Regions from separate parts of the Mus musculus genome. Here region 1 is linked to region 2. Evidence: chromatin contacts called from public HiChIP or PLAC-seq data. All regions are on one chromosome and are shown on one strand. The core of a region is the stretch at or near the end of the contact, and the rest is flanking DNA. Distances in the headings are between cores, read along the strand shown. Region 1 overlaps Arrb1 (arrestin, beta 1). Region 2 overlaps Gm40450 (a long non-coding RNA gene).

Region 1 (6,211 bases), core at 2,745-5,244, 76 kb before region 2:
ACTAGTCTCCCTGCTTCCAGGCTATCTAATAGCAGAAGGAAGACTTTGGGGAGGTCAGTAGAAAGTGAGAAGACTGTGGGTCCTGCAAAGTCACAGAACACAAGACTGTCCACGGGGCTTAGAATTGTTCTGTTATATAAAGTCAGTATTAACACTGCCAGCCGCAGAGACAATATTCTTTGTCAGTCCACCTCAAACTCACTATGCTGCCAAGAATGGCCTTGAATGCCCGCTCTCCTGCCTCTCCCTCCCAAGGGCTATGACCACCTTGCACCATCCTTGGCTTGGAGGCATTGCCCTAACTAACGCTACTTAGTCTGTCAGCAGAACTATTTAGGCTTCATTTTTCCCCATCTATAAAATGGGAAAGTTAGCCAATTAGGAACCCCCCCCCCAATTCAGCTCTGGGTTTTTCGATCTCCGAGAGCCGTGTGTGCACACTGTGTCCTGAGATGTGAGGAAGTCCTTGTAGCCCGAGAGTCACGGCACAGTCTGAGGACACCCAGATTCATATAGGCTGTACCCAGTCCCCAGAGCCAGACTCGGGCCTAGGCTAAGGAGCAGGAGAGAGGGATAGAGATGGAGGAGAGGAGGCGCTCCAGCCAGTGGAGAAGAAATCAGAGGAGGGGAGAGAAAAGCAAGTCCTTAAGTCTCGCCTCCTCAATGAGAAGATGCAGCTAAAGGCCAAGCAAGCAGGTGGGACGAGCAGGGGTTCTGGGACAGCTGGACTTACCCGCCCCGGGACACCACCAGTTTCACCTTGACTTTGTAGGAAACGATGATGCCCAGGATTTCACGGTTGGCACCTTCCCGCAACCTGCAGGAAGACGGGGAAGCTGGACCTTGGGGCTCCTTGGTGGGCGGAATGTGGTAGGCATTGGCATATGTTGGGAGGCACCACTGTCCATCCATCTCCTGAGCCTCCAGGTCCAACAGTTAGGAAAGGGAGCTGAGCCCAGTGCACTGGCACTTGTAGGCCTGGATTCTGTTTATGTCCCTCTTTGTGGTACTGGAGATTAAATCCACAGTCTCATGCCTGATGGGCAAGCGCTCTACCACTGAGCTATGACCCTAGTTCCTTGGGTTCCACATCTAGCGATAAGATGTCCTTGTTCTGTAGCCCTAGTGGACTCTCCTCCCTGCCTCACCAGTGCCACACAGTGCCGTGAGAACAGGCCCTAACCGCCCTCCCACCACTTACTTCTCTCACACTGCTTATGCTCGGTAACCCACAAGCAGAAAGAGCCACACTGAGAGCTGAGAAGCCAAGGGTAGCTGGGAGTCAGGGTAACATGGGAAGGATATGCTAAGTAGATACCTGGTGGTGGGGTGTTGAGGGCAGATCAGGTACAAGTCAGAGTAAAAGGAGGACAAAGAGCTTGTTGGTAAATGGGAGGCCTATGAGGGGTGATAATGTGATTGTCTAGCCTGAGCCAAGTCTGAGAGTGGGGAGCGTGGTCTCGGAATCAACAGACAAAGACCAAATCCCTTGCAGAGAGCCAGATATCATCAGAGGGAATGAAAGTCCCCCCACAACTGTCTGAACTCTTCTAGGGTGGGACAACCCTGAAGGCTCAGTGATGCCCATGGACCAAATGGCCTAATGGTGCCTCATGTGGAAGGACCCCCATATCTATACCCAGTTCCCCTCTTTTCCCCAGCCTCTCCAAGCCCCCATTTATCTCCTTCCAGTACTCTTCTAGAAGCGATTCTCTCCCCTCCAACCCTGACAGCATCAGGGACACACCCCAGTCTGTATTCAGGACTTTGGGCTAAGAGCTGCCAATTCTTAAAGAAAGCTTTTCTGGTTGTGTCCCCCAGAGGCAAATGATGGGACCCGGTAGTCTTTGGCTGGGTGGGTAGGAGTAGAAAGAGATCCTCCCTGGGTAGCCACACTCCAGGGGACTGGCCCTAGTCAAGACTTGGGCAAGAGCCTAAACCTCATCCTCATGGTGGTGGGCCAAGAGGGTGGGGCCCCGTCGTGGAGAGGGCACCGGGGGGCCTGGGACTCACAGCATCTGGGTCTTAGGGGCGGGCTCTCACTCATAGCATCTGGGTCTTAGGGGCGGGCTCTCACTCACAGCGTGCTGGAAGCCAGATTCGTGTCCTCATGCTTGAGCTTCCCGTCGAGGGCGAGTCCCCGCTTCTCTCGGTTGTTGGCCAGGAAGGGAGTCAGCGTATAGACCTTGCAGAATGTTGAGCTGGGTGCCACATTGTCACTGGGAAGTAGAGAGGCAGCATGAAGATGACTCTTATCACAGCCAGCCCTAACCCAGCCAAGACGCCTGGACTGGCCCTGTTCCACAACGCCCTCTGCCAGCAACCCTTATCTCCCAGATGCAGGCAACCACTTGGGCTGAGCCCAGCTCAAGCAGCAAGCCCACTGCCATGGGAAAGAGGAGAGGCCCACCACACACAAGCAGGACTAATCCTAAACTAGGCATGGTCACCATGCACACTTAAATAGCACACTTTTAAAAAAGATTATTTATTTTATGTATATGAGTACACTGTCCCTATCTTCAGACATACAAGAAAAGGGCATTGGATCCCATTCCATGGTCATGAGTCACCATGTGGTTGCTGGGAACTGAAATCAGGACCTCTGGAAGAGCAGTCGGTGTTCTTAACCACTGAGCCATCTCTCTAGCCCACACATTTATTTTTAGTTTTTATTTAATGATTAAGTTTTTAATTTGTGTGTGTGTGTGTGTGTGTGTGTGTGTGCCTCCATGACTGTCTGTGCACCACTCACATGCAAGTGCCCTCATTGGCCAGAAGAGCGCATCATATCCCCTAGAACTAGACTTACAAGCTGCTGTGAGCAGCCTGGTGTGGGTACTGGAAAATGAACCCTGGTCCTTTGGAGGAAGAACAGCACGTGCTCCTAACTGCTCAGCCATCTCTCCAGCCCACGTTTATGTTCAAAAGTGGGCATACAAACCATGAGTAAATGCCTGGAAGCCCCCACCTAGGTTCTACCATTGAAACTTTACTTGCTGCAATGTGTATCTATCAGTCATGCACAGGAACCTCTGTTGTTCCCTTTGGCTGGTGCTATTTTATCCCCCATCTCCCTTCTCAAAGATGAGGCAGATGCGTGCACCTGACACTGGGACAGTCCTGGAATAAGACCTAAATTTGCCTCTTGAAGGGAGCAGAGCCGGCCACATCTCAACCCCAAGCCCAACCCCACAGGAATGCTTACTGGAAGCCCAGGCAGCTACCCTTTCTCCAGACTGCAGATGCAAATATGTGACAGACTATGGCTATGACTATGTTCCACTTGGGGTTAAATGCTCTCCTGGCTCTGGGTCATTCAACGTACCCCCCAACACTCACCAGAAGTCTATGTCTCATGGCTGTAGGTTTTATTCTTAATCAACAGTGAATTTGAGAATATCCAATAATGCAAGAATATTTGGTTTAGTAATAACAGCTCCATCTCTAGAATATTAGAAACCATGTCAAAGTGGCAGGTGCAGTTGCTCACACCTATAACGTCAGCGCTTGGAAGGCTAAAGTAGAAGGATTGCCCTGATTCCAAGTAAGCTCAGGCTCTGAGTTTCAGGCCAGCCTGGTCTCAAAGTGAGACCTGGACTCAAAGACCGAAACAGAAGCCAGTGAGGCTACTCAGCACATAAAGGCACATGCCACATGAGTCCTACCCCAGGACATCTCTCTGCAGGTTGAGAAGAGATGCCTGGGCCTGGACTCAGAGCTCCCCTTTGTCCTGTCTAGTCCCACCTGTCCAAAGTCGGCTTCAGACACACTTACTCAGCCTCCTCCATGGCCACTGGGCACTTGTACTGAGCTGTGTTGAAGAGACAGATGTCTGCATACTGGCGCACTGGGGAAAGAGGGAGCAGGGGAGGTGGGTACATGAGTCAGGGGGTACCTCTCAAGATAGCCCTCAAGTTCCCTGTAGTAGGTGTGCTTGCTTAGATTGAGACAACGACCAGCATTTATCAGAGGCCACCACCCCAGACTCCACCCACACAGAAAACCCCATCAAAACCCAGTCCCTTCCATGACCAAATCTTTCCTCCCAGAACAGCTTGTCCAGGGCCCAGAAAGCCTATGAAGGGGCATGCAAAGCGGTAAACCCACTGCCCCAAGTGCCTACAGCTTTGAAGCCACTGTAGGCTGACAGCAGACCCAAGCTTCCAAAGCTACTAATGGTATCATCTCAGGCTTTTAACAAAGGCCACACCTGCAGCTATCCCAACCCTCGGTAGGATCCCCAGCTACCCGAGATCTTGATCTTCTTCACAGTCTTGTTGGTGTTGTTGGTGACGTGGACATTAACGCTGATGGGTTCTCCGTGGTAATAGATCTGTGAGGCAGATGACAGGAGAGCATGGACAGGGACACTGAACTCTGCCCCCAGCTCACCAGCCACTTCCCACTGAGATAAAAGTGTCACAAAACTACCAAGCATATGGACCTTCAGTACCACTGTGGGACCTTTCAAAGATATCTGTATTAGAAGATGACATTCCTGAACTCGGGGGACTGCTCTGCCAGTCAAGTACTTGTGTTGCAAACACGAGGACCTGAGTTTGATCTTGTAATCCCAGCACTAGGGAGGCAGAGACAAGAGGATCCCTGAGGCTCGGTGCCCACAGAGTCTAGCCGAGTTAGTAAGCTCCAGGCCAATGAGAGACTGCCTCAAAGGAGGGGGATGGCACTCCTGAGAATAATACCTCCAAGGCTGTCCTCCAGATGTACACACACACCCACCCACCCATGCACACTCACACATACACACATAGGAAAATGAAGCTGACATCTTCGGCTCCAGTCTCATTCTGACCACCAGCTAAGACAGCAATAATAGCAATGATGGTGACAACCATTGCATAACCTTGGACAGGTTAAGTGAGATGCTGTTTCTCCTTTATCCTATGTGCAGGCTTGAACAGAGTAAGGTCTCAAGTTCCTGTGGGCTCTGATGGTCTGGGTTCACAGACACATTAAACTCTAGAAGACTCAGAGAAAGAGAGGAAAGGCTAACCAGCTACTGGAGGACCTGCTCGGAATTCTCAGGGACCACCTTGTCCAGGCTCTTGTCTTTAGCTACCCCAAGAAGGAGGGACATACCCATACCCCAGTCAGCTGGCTCAGAGTCACCTGACTTCAAGAACTTTTCACCTTCTAGCTCACTGATAAGGGTAATAGCAAGGAGACCCTGAGTCCTGTTCCCCATCACCACCCTGCTGATTAGCTGGGGTTCTCCCTCCAGTTTGAAACAGGCAATTATAAGAGTGTAAGGAGGAATGGCCAGGACCCTTCCATTGCTCCTGTTCCATAGGTGCACATGCCCACCTCTGCCAGTCCTTTGGACCCCAACAGGATTCCCCAAACCCTCAAGGACAGTCCAGAGACACTGGGACCTGAGGGATAGTAGAGCTGAGGACAGTGGTGTCTGGGCCTCTTACCTCCTTATCCAGTGATGCCTCAAGGTGTAGGGGCTTGTCTGACATAAGGAACTGTCTGGTAGTCTCAGCCGTGGGCTGAGGGCCAGGTCTCTCAGGGGCATACTGAACCTTCCGGATGACTAGCCGCACAGAGTTCCTAAGGAAGATGCATGGGGAGAAAGACAGAGTCACCAGCCTCCACTCTCTTCTCTGTAATACCTAGACCCCTCTCCTGTTCAAGAGTCTACTGTAGCTCCCCATTGCCCACTGATCACAGAGGTTGAGCAGGAGGGTTTGTCACCATGTGACTCAGCCCCAGCCTCCTCAATTCTGTCCCTGAGCCACCCGACAACAGCACTTCATTTGGGTCTGCGTGTCCCAGTCCCCAGCATGATGGTAAGAAAGGGCCTATTTTTTACTTTGTGTTCCCCGTGTCTCCTAATAGTGTAAGCCGCTGGAGGATGGGAACTTCTTGCCCAGCTGGTTCACTACCACGGTCTCAGCACACGGGCCAGTACCTGCTGCCTGGCAGCCTTATCTGCTATGTGGAAGCATGCAGAACTGACAGGCCCTTGTGGGAGGTGGAGGTGGGGGGGTCATTATGGGATGTTGATTCAGCCAAGAGGTGCAGGAGAGTGAAGAGGTGACTCAGTGAGACTCACAAGTGAGAGGGGTTCAGTGGAGGTCACAAGGCTTAGGGTAGAAGCAAAGACGGACTGAGCTGGTGAGTATGACCTGGGGAAATTACCTCCCTGTGCATCAGTTTTCTCATTTGTGAAACAATGACAACA
Region 2 (5,914 bases), core at 549-3,048:
TTTTCTAAAAAATTTATGTGCCTGATGTTTTGCTTGTATGTGTGTCTGTGTGAGGGCGTCAGATCCACTGGAACTTGAGTTACAGACAGTTGTGAGCTGCCTTGTGGGTGCTGGGAATTGGACCCAGGTCCTCTGGAAGAGCAACCAATGCTCTTAACCTCTGGGTCATCTCTCCAGCTCCTTGTTTTCTTTTTTCAAGACAGGCTCTCCCTATGTAACTCAGCTGTCCTGAAATTCACTCTGTAGACCAGGCTGGCCTCAGACTCACAGAGATCCTCTTGCTTCTGCTTCTCAAGTACTGGAACTAAAGGTGTGAGCTGCCACACCTGGCTTAACATTTTAAAGATTTTTTTTTATTTTATTTTAAACTGGATATAGTAGCACACACCTTTAATCCAAGCACTTGAGAGGCAAAGGCAGGTGGATCTCTGTGAGTTCCAGGACAGCCTACTTTACAGACTGAGTTCCAGGATAGCCAGAGCTACACAGACAAACCCTGTCTTGAAACCACTGCACTCCCCCTCAAAAAAAAAGTTTATTTATTTAATGTTTTGTGTATAAGTGTTCTGCCTGCCTGTATGCATGTATGCGTGAGTGCGTGCGTACGTACGTGCGTGCGTGAGTGTGTGTGTTAAATGCATGCCTGCTGTCGTGTGTGTGTGTGTGTGTGTGTGTGTGTGTGTGTGTGTGTGTGTGTTACATGCGTGCCTGGTGCCCTGGGAGGTCAGAATAGGGCTCTTGAATCCCCTGGAACTAGAGTTACAAATGGTTATGAACAATCGTTACAAGAGCAGCCAGTACTCTTAACCTCTGAGGCAGCTCTCCAGCCCTGCTTTAAATCTTAACTAACTCATTTTTGAAAATAAGAGTGGGGATAGCAGGTAGATTCTTAAATATGGCTGGTTAAGAACCAAACCCAGGACTCTAAGTTGAGTACATTGACCCCTCCCCAGGCCTCCAGTGTCCTTAAGGAAAGCCCTCTGAATACTCACTTCCTGAGGGGCTGGCATGGGCAAGCCTCTAACCTAACTGACCGCAGAAGGCCTGGCACAGAGTGACTGCTTGCTCCTTCAATATGTTTCTTGGGGTTTTGTTTGTTTTCTTGAAACCGGTTCTCACTGTGGCCTTGGCTAGCTTGAAACTCTCCATGTAGACTAAGCTGGCCTTGAACTCAAAGATATATGCCCACCTCTGCCTCTAAAGAGCTGGGGTTAAAGATATGTGCTACCTATAACGCCCAATGTGTGGTATGTGTGGTGTGGTATGGTGTGTGTGTGTGTGTGTGTGTGTGTGTGTGTGTGTGTGTGTGTGTGTGGTGTGGTATGGTGTGTGTGTGGTATGTGTGGTGTGGTATGGTGTGTGTGTGTGTGTGTGTGGTGTGGTATGGTATGGTGTGTGTGTATGTGTGTGTGTGTGGTGTTATGTGTATATATGTCGCTGGGGAGTAAACCTAGGTGCTCAAGCATCCTCTTGCTGCAGGGTTCTTTGAAGTGACAGCACCCATTTCTCACGTGGCCTTGGCATAGAAAACCAGCATCCCTGGAACTCCTGACTCTGAGCCCATTGCACATTGGTTTATTTTCTCATCATCTTGAAGCATCTTGAAGAAGGTCCAGGAAGGACAGGAAAGTGAGGTAGAACCAAGTTTTAATGATGGTGGGAAGCAGCTCCCTACAACCTGCAAGTGGACTCAAAGGTGAGTCACAGGCCAGACTGTGCCTTTTTAAGCCTAGCACAGAGTCTGGTTGCCTCTGGCCTGTACGTAAATTAGGGATCGAGTTGAGAGGCTGCTGGTTGGCTGAACTGAATGGGTGTGAGGGACTTTGGTTGGGTGGGAGATAAGGTAGGAGAGGCAAGCTCAGGAAAAGATAAACAAGGCAAGAAAATTTTCCAGGGGTGGGGGTGGGCCTGGGAGGTAGGAAAGCAAAGGCTGGCGGTCAACAGCCTGCAGAGCAAGGCTGGTAATCATCTTGGTGAGTCAGAGCCTTTTTAAAAGTCACAGTTTCTGGGGCTGGAGTTAGGGCTCAGAGGCTAACAGGTCCCATTATTCTTGCAGAGCACCCAAGTTTGGAGTCCAGAGCCTTGGTTGGTTGACTTACAGCTGCTTGTTACTCCAGCTCCGGGGTATCTCACGATCTGGCTTCCTCAGATGCCTGCCTGCACTCAAGTGCATATACCTACACACTGAAACACACACACGTACGGTTAAAAAAGGTAAATAACGGGGCTGGAAAGATGGCTCAGTGGTTAAGATCACAGCTATACATTCAGGCAAAACGCCCACAAGTAAAAATTTTTTAAAATGAGTAACTAATTTTTGAAAACTTTAATAATAATAAATATTAAAAATCTAAAATGCCCAGTTCTGAGTTAAATCTCCAGCTTTGGGTCCCACCTCTGTATTCACTCTCTGTGCAGAGTGTGCAGAAGCCAGGCTTGCCACGCTATAGATGTCCCCTCTCTGAGATAAGCTGCTGGCTTCTGCCTGAAGAGAGCTCCCTTGGAAGCTGGCTCTGCTCCATGGCGCCTTCCTATCTAGCTACCTGGAAAAAAACTGCCTTGCTCCTCAGACCCAGCACTAGGCAGGCACTCTGCTACACTCCTAACGCTTGATTGACTGACTGGGACACAGTGTCCCATACATAGCCCAGGCTGCCCACCAGCTTGCTATGCAGTTGAGGAGAATCTTTAACCTCTCTCTCCATCTTCTGAGTACTGAGATTACAGATCTGTGCCACCATGCTTAATTACGTTGTCTGTGTTTCTGATGGTCAAACCTAGGGCCTCCTGCATGTTGCATATCCTACCAACTAAGCTACAAACCCCACCTCTTTTCATGTTTTTATTTTAAAGCAGGGTCTCAGAAAGTCTTTGAGACTGACCTTGAGCTTGTTGGGTAAACCCTGTAGGCCTTGAACTTCTGATCTTCTCCACTGAGCCTCTTGGGTGTCTGGAATAACAGACTTGTGCCACCAGGTACTGCTGTTAAAATAATTTTTAGAATTTTTTTTTTTTTTTTTTGCCCCAGCTCCCGGAATGACGTCTCTGAGACTAGTTATTTAGTATGAAATCCCTAGGCCATAAGCTTTGTCTCATTCCCTGACTAGTTCTTCTCTTACCTTATTTAACCATTTAAACTATTCTATGTCTACCACTTAGTTAGTTACCTCTCTTCAGTCCTGGCCTGCTTCTTTCCTTCTCTTTCTTTCTTTCTTTCTTTCTTTTTTTTTTTTTTTTTTTTTTTTTTTGGGTTCCCCGGGTAGGCCTGGCTGTTCTGGAACTCACTCTGTAGACCAGGCTGGCCTTGAACTCAGAAATCCTCCTGCCTCTGCCTCCCAAGTGCTGGGATTAAAGGCGTGCATCATCACCACCCAGCAGGCCTGCTTCTTTCTTTGTGTCTCCTCAGTATCTCCCTGAATTCATCTACCTACTGTCTTACATCTGTCCTCTTGGTCCATCTCTCCAAAACTCTCTCTCTCTCTTAAATACCTGTGTCTCCCTTTATTCTATCCTGAGTTCAGTTGCTTGGTGATTAACGCCTGGAACTCAGGCTCTCTCTGAGTCCTCTCTCTCCTGGTCTTGCCTAGTGTCTCCTTTTATTCTTTCACTATTACCCAGAATCCTCTCTTCCTGCCAGTGTTCCGCCTCCTATTTCCTGCCTCAGCTCATTGGTCATTGGTCTTTTTTTATTGACAGATGATGCTTATAATAGAGTTTCTCCAGAAGGTACAGCATGAGTTCTTTTCTGAAAACTATCCCACTTTCTCTGTATTGGGTGGTTGTGTAGTTTTATTTGTTTGTTTAAAGAGAGGAAACTGAGGGCTGGAGAGATGGCTCAGTAGTTCAAAGCGTATACTGCTCTTGCAGAGGACTCAAGTTCAGGGCCCAGCACTCACTTTGAGTGGCTCACAAGCACCTGTAACTCCAGTTACTGGAGATCTGATGCTGCTAGCCTCTGCTGGCACCTGTACTCATGTGCACATATGTATACACATAAATAAAAATAATGAAAATCTTAAGAGGGAGTTCCTTCCCATGTAGTCAGGGGAGGGAACAGAGGTGAAATGGGTCAGGTACTTAGTAGACATTTTGCTGAATGTCTTCCGAGGAAATCGAGGGAAGTGACGGGGAGAGAATGAGTGGTCAGAACAACGTCAGAGTGACCCTCCTGACTTTTCTGAAGGCAGGGATGGGACCTGACAGGAATCTGTGAATCTGAGCCTTTCAAGAAGAAGACCAAGCTCATGGCACTGTGAGAAGCCCATCTCCAGAGTCCACTCATTCCTTATCTATTGTTGAGCACCTACTGTGTCCAAGGCTTAATTGAAGTGCTAGGGACACAGCAAGAACAGAAGTTTAAAAATCCTCAAGGATAGTCAGGCTTGGTGGTGCACACCTTTAATCCCAGCACTCGGGAGGCAGAGGCAGGCGGATTTCTGAGTTCGAGGCCAGCCTGGTCTACAGAGTGAGTTCCAGGACAGCCAGGGCTACACAGAGACACCCTGTCTCGAAAAAAAAAAAAAAAAAAAAGTCCTCAAGGCTAGCAAGATGGCTCAGCACTTGTTGGTCTTCCAGAGGACTCATGTTCAGTTCCCAGTACTCCACAATGGGGCAGCTGTTACAGTTGCCTGTAATGCCGGATCCAGTGGATCCATGCTAGGTCTTAAATCTGAGACAAATGGTTAACGGAGGTGTCAAAGCAGATGTTGTCTATAGCCTCTCTCACGCAGGGTGCTAGGCTGCCCTTCCCCCAACTGTTCTTCCTATATATTATAGCCTCAGCCTTCTTGGTTATTGGTCCTTTTTGCCTCTTGGTCTCCTAGTCTCCTCTTGGCTTTTGGAACTCTCCTCTCTTCACATGGCCTGGTTCAGTCTGCTGGGCACGTTCAGTCTGCCTCTGTATGTGCTCTCTCTCACATCTATAATAAAAACTGCAACCCCTTAGGGGCACTATGTCCTCCTTGCAGCTGATGCTGAAACCCTGGAACAAACCAGGTACCCGATGTTCTCTTCTGGCCTCCAGGAACACCTGAACACACAGCAACATAGACAATCCTTTCTCCAGACAATCTGGAAATGTAGTAGGAAGGCTAAAAGTGCACTTTAAGTTTACTGTGCTTAAGAGATCTATAAAACAAAAATGCCTCTAACCTGTAAACCCCACTTGACCGTGGACAGACACCTTCCTGGAATGCCAGGGGCTATAGTTCGTGGAAGATAACAAGTCATGTGTTGTTACTTCAGTGAATAAGGTTGGTGGCCCCATCTGCACAGGGTGTGCTGGCTTACATGTAGGTAAGAGGGACATATATAGGAAATATGTCAGAATGTATGCTTCCCAAAGTGGGCAAAGACAGGAAGCCTTGTGGGTTGCCTTTATAAGTGTCCGACTAACCTAATTCAGCGACCTAATTCCCTAATTCTGAGAATCCTGGGTATGGACCTGGCCCGTGCCCCTCATCCTGGCCAGTATTAAATAAAGCTTGCTTTAATTAGTCACAGATTTGGTCTTTCTCATTGAAAATTTTCAGGTTTAACGGTATCTCAGTTGTTAGTATATTTGCCTAGCATGCATGAAGCCCCAGACACTGTCTGGCACATAGACATAAACCAGGCATGGCGGTCCATGCCTATAACGCCAGCATTTGGAAGACAGAGGCAGGAGGATTAGAAGTTCAAAGTCAACCTCAGATGTTTATCCAGTTCTAAGTGAGCATTGGTTATATGTGACCCTGCCTTTTAAAATCGTAGTCATTTATTTCATATGTATGGGTGTCCTACCTGCATATAAATCTGCACACCATGAGTGTGCCTGTCATCCTCAGAGGCCAGAAAAGGATGTCAGACCCCTAGGGACTAGAGTCACAAATGGTTGTGAGCCACCACGTGAGTGTTGAGATTTGAACCCAGGTCC

What was found. HiChIP or PLAC-seq counts read pairs in DNA pulled down with a chosen protein or histone mark.
Region 1: a contact with region 2 is called in an H3K4me3 HiChIP or PLAC-seq map of fetal liver, with 2.4 times the contacts expected there. The contact joins two enhancer-like sites. A contact is called at or near these places in 16 of 39 promoter capture datasets (the 3T3-L1 cell line, 3T3-L1-derived adipocytes, the HPC-7 cell line and 10 more), 10 of 15 datasets of contacts at CTCF or cohesin (CD8 T cells, the G1E-ER4 cell line, embryonic stem cells and 5 more), 199 of 484 Hi-C or Micro-C datasets (the 3T3-L1 cell line, 3T3-L1-derived adipocytes, the AML12 cell line and 104 more), 24 of 115 datasets of contacts at active chromatin or transcription factors (CD4 single positive thymocytes, the HPC-7 cell line, PVALB interneurons and 13 more) and 4 of 9 other capture datasets (adipose tissue, embryonic stem cells, liver and 1 more).

Annotation. Positions count from the first base shown.
Region 1 is chr7:99,590,629-99,596,839 of GRCm38.p6, reverse strand. Arrb1 (arrestin, beta 1) reads right to left here. Exons shown (of 16, transcript NM_177231.2): 8 at 5,442-5,577; 9 at 4,252-4,336; 10 at 3,778-3,850; 11 at 2,082-2,219; 12 at 734-817. Among named protein-coding and RNA genes, the nearest start is that of Tpbgl, 33 kb to the left of the region's middle. Within about 2 kb of position 3,994, at least 10 of the 459 cell types and tissues checked have an H3K27ac peak or open chromatin away from gene starts, as enhancers often do. A contact at or near this core is called in erythroblasts and fetal liver, where this site is marked.
Region 2 is chr7:99,512,870-99,518,783 of GRCm38.p6, reverse strand. It overlaps Gm40450 (a long non-coding RNA gene), which reads right to left. Exons shown (of 3, transcript XR_869823.2): 2 at 2,883-2,982; 3 at 1,631-2,184. Gm34172 (a long non-coding RNA gene) reads left to right here. Exons shown (of 3, transcript XR_869822.2): 2 at 1,480-1,696; 3 at 2,057-2,255. Among named protein-coding and RNA genes, the nearest start is that of Gm40450, 3.6 kb to the right of the region's middle. Within about 2 kb of position 1,798, at least 14 of the 459 cell types and tissues checked have an H3K27ac peak or open chromatin away from gene starts, as enhancers often do. A contact at or near this core is called in erythroblasts and fetal liver, where this site is marked.